2 separate regions of the Mus musculus genome follow, and region 2 is linked to region 1. The links are chromatin contacts, called in public Hi-C maps. All regions are on one chromosome and are shown on one strand. The core of a region is the stretch at or near the end of the contact, and the rest is flanking DNA. Distances in the headings are between cores, read along the strand shown. Region 1 holds the start of E130308A19Rik (RIKEN cDNA E130308A19 gene). Region 2 overlaps E130308A19Rik (RIKEN cDNA E130308A19 gene).

Region 1 (3,792 bases), core at 43-2,542:
CTAACGTACAACAACCCTACCCTTGGTTTGTACGCATGTAAGGAATAAATGTATCATGTAAAATAAGGAAATACCGCTGGGAAAAATCACTTCTAACATCACGTTCTCTTCATATGCTATGAAAAAAAAAAAAATCTCCTATCTTAAAACGGAAAACAAAGGTTTTAGCCTGCATGGAAAGACTATCATTGTTTTACTCTCTAATGCAAGCCCTACCATAAAAGCTGTCACTACATGACACTCCAATTAACTGTTTAGTAGGTAGACTACTCTATCGGTGATAATCCTAAGGACCACAAGAAAAAACTTTACTCCACAACTTCAAAACAATTTCTTTAAAAATATTAAAAAAAAAAAAAATCAGCCATGTTCGATTTTCTCCATTTAAGTCACTGCCTGACCTTTAACATTTTAAATTAAAGTCAGCCGTAAGAAAACCACAAACATTTTTTGTTTGTCTGTTTGTTTGTTTGTTTGTTTCATCTGATGTGTTTGTTGCTGGTCAGCTCAACCTCCTCTCTCCAGGACACTAGGTTTCTTGATCTATTTGATAACAAACCCAAATCACTGTGCGCAGCCTCAGATTGGGGGGAGCTTTTGGGAGAAAGCCCTCCTCCGTTAGAAACAATAAATAAGGGAGCAAAGCGCCGCACGTTCCTTTACACGCCCCACACGCACCTCCCGGTACCTCCGGACAACCAAGCTAGTCCGGCAGAGCCCCGAGGTGTCTCAGACTCTGCAACTAGCTAGGCAGACCGTTCCTCCTCCGTCCCGCCCTCCTGCCCAGCTCGGGGGACGCCGGCGCACCGACAGTCCCCGCCAAGACGCCGCCGGCCGCGAACCGGTGCGCGCCCCGCTCTGCGCCCGCAGACCCCTCCGCCCCTAGCGCCCTCCCGCCTCGCTGGCCCGGAGCAGACAAAAGGAAGGTTCTGAGGGTCACGGCGCGGCCGCCCACACACAAAGAGGCCCCGCGCCCGCGTGCTCCCCAGCCCCGCGCGGGCTCTCACCCACCTGCAGGTGTCTGTGCGTCTGTCCATAGGAACGCGGGCGGTGGGGCCTGCGGGAGCCCGGCGGCCCGAGCTGGACGGGGAGGGACGGCGGGACGGAGGGCGGCAGCACCACAGCCGGAGGCCCCGGGGCCGGAGTCGGTGAACCGGGAAGGGCGCCCCACGGGCTGCGCGGCGGGTGACGGCGGTGGTGCGATGAGAGGGGGGGGCGCAGGCGCCAGCCTGGCTCGGCCACCGGCGCGCGCCGCTCCGTGCGCCCCGGGCTCCGCGCGCCCGGCTTGGAGCGCGGGGGCGGGGCCGCGCGGGGCGGGGCCGGAGAGGGGCGGGGCGGGGGCTCGGACCCCAGCTTCAGCCGGCACCGGAAGCGCTCCTCAGGCGGCGGGACCTACAGGAAGTGTGTAGCGACGCCCGCGGAAGGCGCTCGACCCGCGGCGCTCGCTGCCCTGAGGGGGCGCGGGCCAAGCTCCTGTCAGCGACGCGAGCAGCCCGGAGCCGGCCGAGCTCGGCCCCCGTCGCTCCGACAGGTACAGAACCCACGCACGGTCTGTGCCACTTTCCACGCGTGTCCGCTGTCCTGGCCTCCGCGCACTTCAGCCTAAACACTTGAAGTAAGCAGAGCTTGATCGCGTTAGAGGTGTGTGACACCTCAGACAGAGTTGTGCCGGGTGGCCTGGGACCCGCAGTGTACTTACTCCATAGTGTCCTAATGTCCCACCGCATCGCATCCACACACACATCTAATAAACTGGAGTTCCCAGGGAAAAAAATAAAGAATAGTGCAAGGTGTTAAAGATTCTACACGCCTTAATAATTTATTTATTGCCTACCCATCAAACTTAATACCCTCATGACCTTAGGAAACTCTTTAATATGTCTTTTTTAGCAGTGGCTAAAAAAGTGGTTAAGAGCACTGGCTGCTCTTCCAGAACACCAAGTTGATTCCCGGCAGTATCTCACAACAGTCTGGAGTTCAGTCCCCGCGGTACGACAGAGCGGTGCAGACGTACATGCTGGCAAAACGACCACTAATAATAATAGTAGTAGTAATAGTAAAAAGAAGGAAGAAATGTATTGTCAGCTGACCTCTAGCTTCCACTGATTCAAAAGCTACAAATCTCATCAGTACCTGAAACTTGTAAATTTGGCCCACTTTGCTGTAATCCACCAACCTGCAGGCCTTGCCATTTGGTAATTGCCTTGATTTTATGACTTCCTTTTTTCTGTAAATAATAATAATAATAATAATAAAAGCTAATGTAACTACTTCCACAGTGGAGCATGTCTTCCAGGGTAATCTGAATCCATGTTGCTGGCCATCATTTGTATTTGGCTCAAGAGTAGACTCACTGAGCTCAGAGCTGTACTTTGGCATCTACACATTCATCCCACCCCAGGAGTGGGGCCGTTGTAACAGCTAAAACTCTCAGAGGTGCTCTGATACACAAGGCACTAAAAGCTACCTACACAGCATGGCACCACTGAGACAAGGCTGTGTGTTTAAAAACCCCTTTCATAGCACCTCCCAGATATGTCTGTGCCAAGCACTTAGTAAGTTGTTAATTCAGTTAGTCCTAGGAACGCTACAAAACTGGTGCTACTAACATTACTATTCTATAGAAAATTTGATACAAAATGTAATTTTTTTTATGTGTGTGGGGGTTGTTCTGCTTGCATGGATATCTCTGTGCCAGAGATGCCCTCGGTGCCTTCCCAGGCCAGTAGAGGGTGTCAAATGTCCTGGAACTGTAATTCCAGATGGGTGTGAGCTCCCTCCCGGGTGTTGGGAATCAAACCCAGGTCCTCTGGAAGAGCAACTACTGAGCCATCTCTCCAGCCTCACATTTTCAGGTACCTACTGAGAAGTGATATTGCAGTTCATAAGATGGTTGTAGTTTTAGTTTTCAGAAACTGAGGCTTAGAGAAACTAAGAAATCTTGAGAACATAGTTTGTTATTGGAGCTCAGAGTCATCCACTGCTTCCAGGCTCCCTTTTCTCCTCACAGCACTGAGCCCTTTCCAAACCATGTCTAATGGTAGAAAGTCAGACTTAGAAATAACCTGATTAGCCTTAGGTACTATCCACATCTTGGTCTTACCCCTCCTGTGATAAGAAATCTCAATCATTCCTAGGTGAGAAATGAGAATGTGACAGATTGTAAATATAATTAGGCAGTGGTGACACACTTTTAACCCGGGCACTTGAGAGGCAGAGGCTAGCTACTGAGTTCCAGGATACCCAGGGCTACACAGAGAAACCCTGTTTCAAAAAAAACATTAAAAAATAAAAAGATTTAATATATTTAACATAACTATATACTAAAAGTGATTAAGAAACTAAATTTTATATTCTACTTTTGCCACAATTAACTGTATGTATTTGCTATTAAAAATGGTCATTCTATATACCAGTTTGTCGAACTTGTAGATTCCTTATCTGCAAAACAAGCAACAAGAAACCAAGCAATGAAAAGAAACTGCTACTGAAAACATTGTAAAACAGATATCTTTAGCTGTCTCATGGTGCTGGATAGTTTTATGTCAACTTCACACAAGCTGGGGTTGTCTAAGAGGAGGTAGCCTCAATTGAGATAATGCTTCCATAAGACCTGGCTGTAGGCAAGCTTGTAAGAAATGTTCTTAATTAGTGATTGATGTGGGAAGGTCCTGCCTACTATGGTGGTACCATCCCTGCTCTGGTGGTCCCAGGTTCTGGAGGAAAGCAGGCTGAACAAGCCACGGGGAGCAAGCCAGAAAGTATCACTCCTCCATGACATCTGCATCAGCT
Region 2 (3,729 bases), core at 584-3,083, 51 kb before region 1:
TCTCTCCCTTGTTTTTATATCTCCCTTGTTTTTATATCTCCCTTGTTTTTATATCTCCCTTGTTTATATATCTCCCTTGTTTTTATATCTCCCCTGTTTATATCTCCCCTGTTTATATCTCCCTTGTTTTTATATCTCCCCTGTTTTTATATCTCCCTTGTTTATATCCCCCTTGTTTATATCTCCTCCGAACCCTGGGCCTCTCACTCCTTTTATACTCTCTCTCATCCACGCACCGCAGGCCACGCTACCTCACCAGGCACGCAGCTTCAGCTAATCAGGGCAGCAGGGGCATATCTCCATCAAATTGGATTCACCTGTATCCTGGTACACCTGCGCAGCACTCAAGATGTTTGTCTTATATGAGGAAGTCAGGTGCAAGTCATATGACTTAGCTGCAGTCCCTGGCGCCTTTAGGACTGCCGCCACACCCGCTCCCCACACTCTCCAGCATCTCTGACTGACTGACTGGTCTCTCCAGCATCTCTGACTGACTGGTCTCTCCAGCATCACTGACTAACTGACTGGTCTCTCCGGCATCTCTGACTGACTGGTCTCTCCAGCATCGCTGACTGACTGGTCTCTCCAGCATCTCTGACTGACTGGTCTCTCCAGCATCTCTGACTGACTGGTCTCTCCAGCATCGCTGACTGACTGGTCTCTCCAGCATCTCTGACTGACTGGTCTCTCCAGCATCTCTGACTGACTGGTCTGTCCAGCATCTCTGACTGACTGGTCTCTCCAGCATCTCTGACTGACTGGTCTCTCCAGCATCACTGACTGACTGGTCTCTCCAGCATCTCTGACTGACTGGTCTCTCCAGCATCGCTGACTGACTGACTGGTCTCTCCAGCATCACTGACTGACTGATCTCTCCAGCTCCAGATCATCTTTTTAATATACTTCTATTTTGTGATAAATGCCAAGATACAGAATAAAAATAGAATTTTTTTAGTTCTTTTCGTCAAACTGAGGTAGAGCAGATCTACCTGACTTCTTTTAGAGCATGTGTCTGTTTCCTTTCTACTCTACCCAATTGCCTTATTTTAAAAACTTTTGCTAGCTTTAGAAGTGTAATGACATCTGGTTGTTGAATTATTTTATCAATGTAGAAATTCTCATTCTATAAGTAATCCTTGAACACTTAACAAAGACTTGAGAATAATGTGAGCAAAGTCTAAGAAGGCTGCTCTCTCTCTCTCTCGTAGAAAGCATCACTGATCCACTAGTCAGACAAACAAACCTTCTCATCAATATTGTGATGGCCATGCTACTCCATCCTTTCTAAGCAATTGTGAGATGTAGAAGGTCCCAAAAGCTTCAATGAACATTAAAATAATGGCACACACTGACATGAGGCTCACCGTCTTAGCAAGCGCTACTCTAAACACAGTAGATTTAGACCTTTATGGGGGAGGTATCATTTTCATTTTAAAGGGAAGAACAAAGTCAGAGTGCTTAATAAAAATGTGCTCTGTCACATAGCCAGTATATAAGGAAGCTAAGATTTCATTCAAAGCTCACTGAGCACTGGAGGTACAGGCCTCTAATTGGGAGAGAGAGGGAGGTAGATCTCTGAGTTGGAGGCTAGCATGCTCTACAGAGTGAGTTCCAGGACAGCCAGGGCCACACAGAAAAACACACAGAAACAAAGATTTAATCCAAAGCTAACCGCTACAGTGATCACATCCTGAGCCCCGCTCCTGAACCCTGTCAGTTGTCCACACCTGTCATGGTGCTCCCAACCTGAGCCCCACCAGGTGGGAGGGAGCCACTTCAAGGGCACACAGACCATGATGACTCAGGCAATTAAGGATCTTTGGTTTTAAGTCTTTATAATCCTCAATTCTAAAGCTAAATCAGCTTACATTGTTGAAAGTAAGCTACCCATAAGACCTAGTGTTTAATATACATAGCAAAACAGAGTACCAGAATTTGGGAACCCATTTTGCACTCTTTAGTGAAGAGGTTAAAGAAAAAATGGTGAACATTTCTCTCCCATCCTGGGAGATGGTGGTACCTCACACGCAGATATATTGGAACAAATCCTGCGCCTAGTGCATTTGGTTTCACTGTTTTAAAAACAAGGAAACTCCTCTTCCCCAGTGCTCTGTTCACATGATGGCACAGGCTGTGCAGGCTGCCTGAGGCCCCGACAGAGAGACACAGCCAGCCTACCCTCACTCACATATCCATACTTATAGAATTAACTCACAGAAGCCAAGAAATGGAGCTGGCCTAGAAGTCCACAACAGAGGAGAGAATGTGATACATATACACAATGGGGTCTCATTAAGGAGCTGTGGAGACAATGGAACCAAGGTATTGGGAATCAGGCGGAATGGGAAGTCATCATATTAATCAAAATAAACCAGACTTAGAAAAACAGACATTGCATGTTTTCCCTCATATGCAGAATCTGAATTAAGTTGCATTGTGTGTGTGTGCGTGCGTGCGTGCGTGTGTGCGCGTGTGTACATACAGATATATATACATCTATGATGAGAGCTCAGACAAACAGTTAACGGTGGAATGGAGACTGGGAAGGACAGTAGGAGAACAAGCATAAGCAAAGGCAAACAATACAGATGAAATGTCACAATACACCCACTAAGAAACGTTAACTAAAAAGGAAAATGTCTGAAAATGGGAGGAAAGCCTAAGAAGTCATTAGGTACACAGAAGAGAAGAAGGTATCTTTATCACAATAGGCACACAAAAGGCTTAGTGTCCGTATCCATTGTTATTTACAGAAAGGGCCGTAGCACAAATACCATAAGGAAAGATAAACTATTACTTAAAAAAAAAAAACAAAAACAAAAAACAATGTTCAAATGATTCTTATCCTTCAGCTAAATTTTCTTATAAATACTAATCATTTATAAAGAGGTTAATCTAAGAATCTAATGTGTAGCCATTAAGATGTAAACATTTGGCATCTGTTACATACAATAAAGAAATGGTAATTCTTAAACATAGACAATATAAATCAGACTGAAGAAGATCATAGTTTTATGGTAAAGACTATGATGAGGATAAGTGAGTCTCTCATTCTTTGTATAAACATTAGACAATTAATATTATACACAAAGTCTAGAACAAAGGCATGGACTCTAATAAACTCAATAGCTGCTTATATTTAATCATGAATTTTTTTTGCTTAGTGAAATAGATGGTTACTTTTTGGAACCCATAAAATATTAAGAGATTCAATAATATTTAGGTCCTTAAAAGGGCTGAGAAATCTAGAATGTTGCTGGCGACTGTGTTCAAGCTGCTCAGAGGTAGAAACAAGCTGTGGAAAACACTTCACACTCGATCTCAGGGCAACAAACTAAAGCCTTGGGGTTTCTTTTTGTGAATTTCTGAAACACTAAGATGAAGTGAGAACAAACAAAGCCAGTCATGTGACTTCCCAGCTTGCGCCTATTTAAAGTAAGATTAACTCATATCATGGTGCAGATGGTAACTACACTAAAGTCCTCAGCCCCTAAGTACAACCAAGACAGTAAATTATATAAGACCAAGAGCTAGAGATGTGAAATAAATTATAGTAAAAACAAAATATATATTTATACATATGCAAATATTTATTTTTAAATTTCCTGTTTTACTACTTTTTGTCTTAAAGCAGAGCAGATCTGTGGCTTAAGATAAATTATTTGGTGTGTGTGCACTAAGAAATAAGTGTAAGTATCCCCAAACCCACAAAAATATCAATGTCTTACT

What was found. Hi-C and Micro-C count contacts between places; a contact is called where the count stands out from the background.
Region 2: a Hi-C map of rod photoreceptor shows a contact between it and region 1, with 2.6 times the contacts expected there. The contact joins the enhancer-like site here to the promoter of E130308A19Rik in region 1. A contact is called at or near these places in 3 of 39 promoter capture datasets (the C10 cell line, embryonic stem cells and liver), 1 of 15 datasets of contacts at CTCF or cohesin (large pre-B cells), 13 of 484 Hi-C or Micro-C datasets (B cells, the C10 cell line, the G1E-ER4 cell line and 7 more) and 3 of 115 datasets of contacts at active chromatin or transcription factors (Th17 cells and embryonic stem cells).

Annotation. Positions count from the first base shown.
Region 1 is chr4:59,623,711-59,627,502 of GRCm38.p6, reverse strand. E130308A19Rik (RIKEN cDNA E130308A19 gene) reads right to left here and starts at 1,292. Exons shown (of 4, transcript NM_001015681.2): 1 at 1,012-1,292.
Region 2 is chr4:59,675,580-59,679,308 of GRCm38.p6, reverse strand. The region is part of intron 1 of E130308A19Rik (RIKEN cDNA E130308A19 gene); the gene reads right to left. Among named protein-coding and RNA genes, the nearest start is that of E130308A19Rik, 51 kb to the right of the region's middle. Within about 2 kb of position 1,833, at least 4 of the 459 cell types and tissues checked have an H3K27ac peak or open chromatin away from gene starts, as enhancers often do. A contact at or near this core is called in rod photoreceptor, where this site is marked.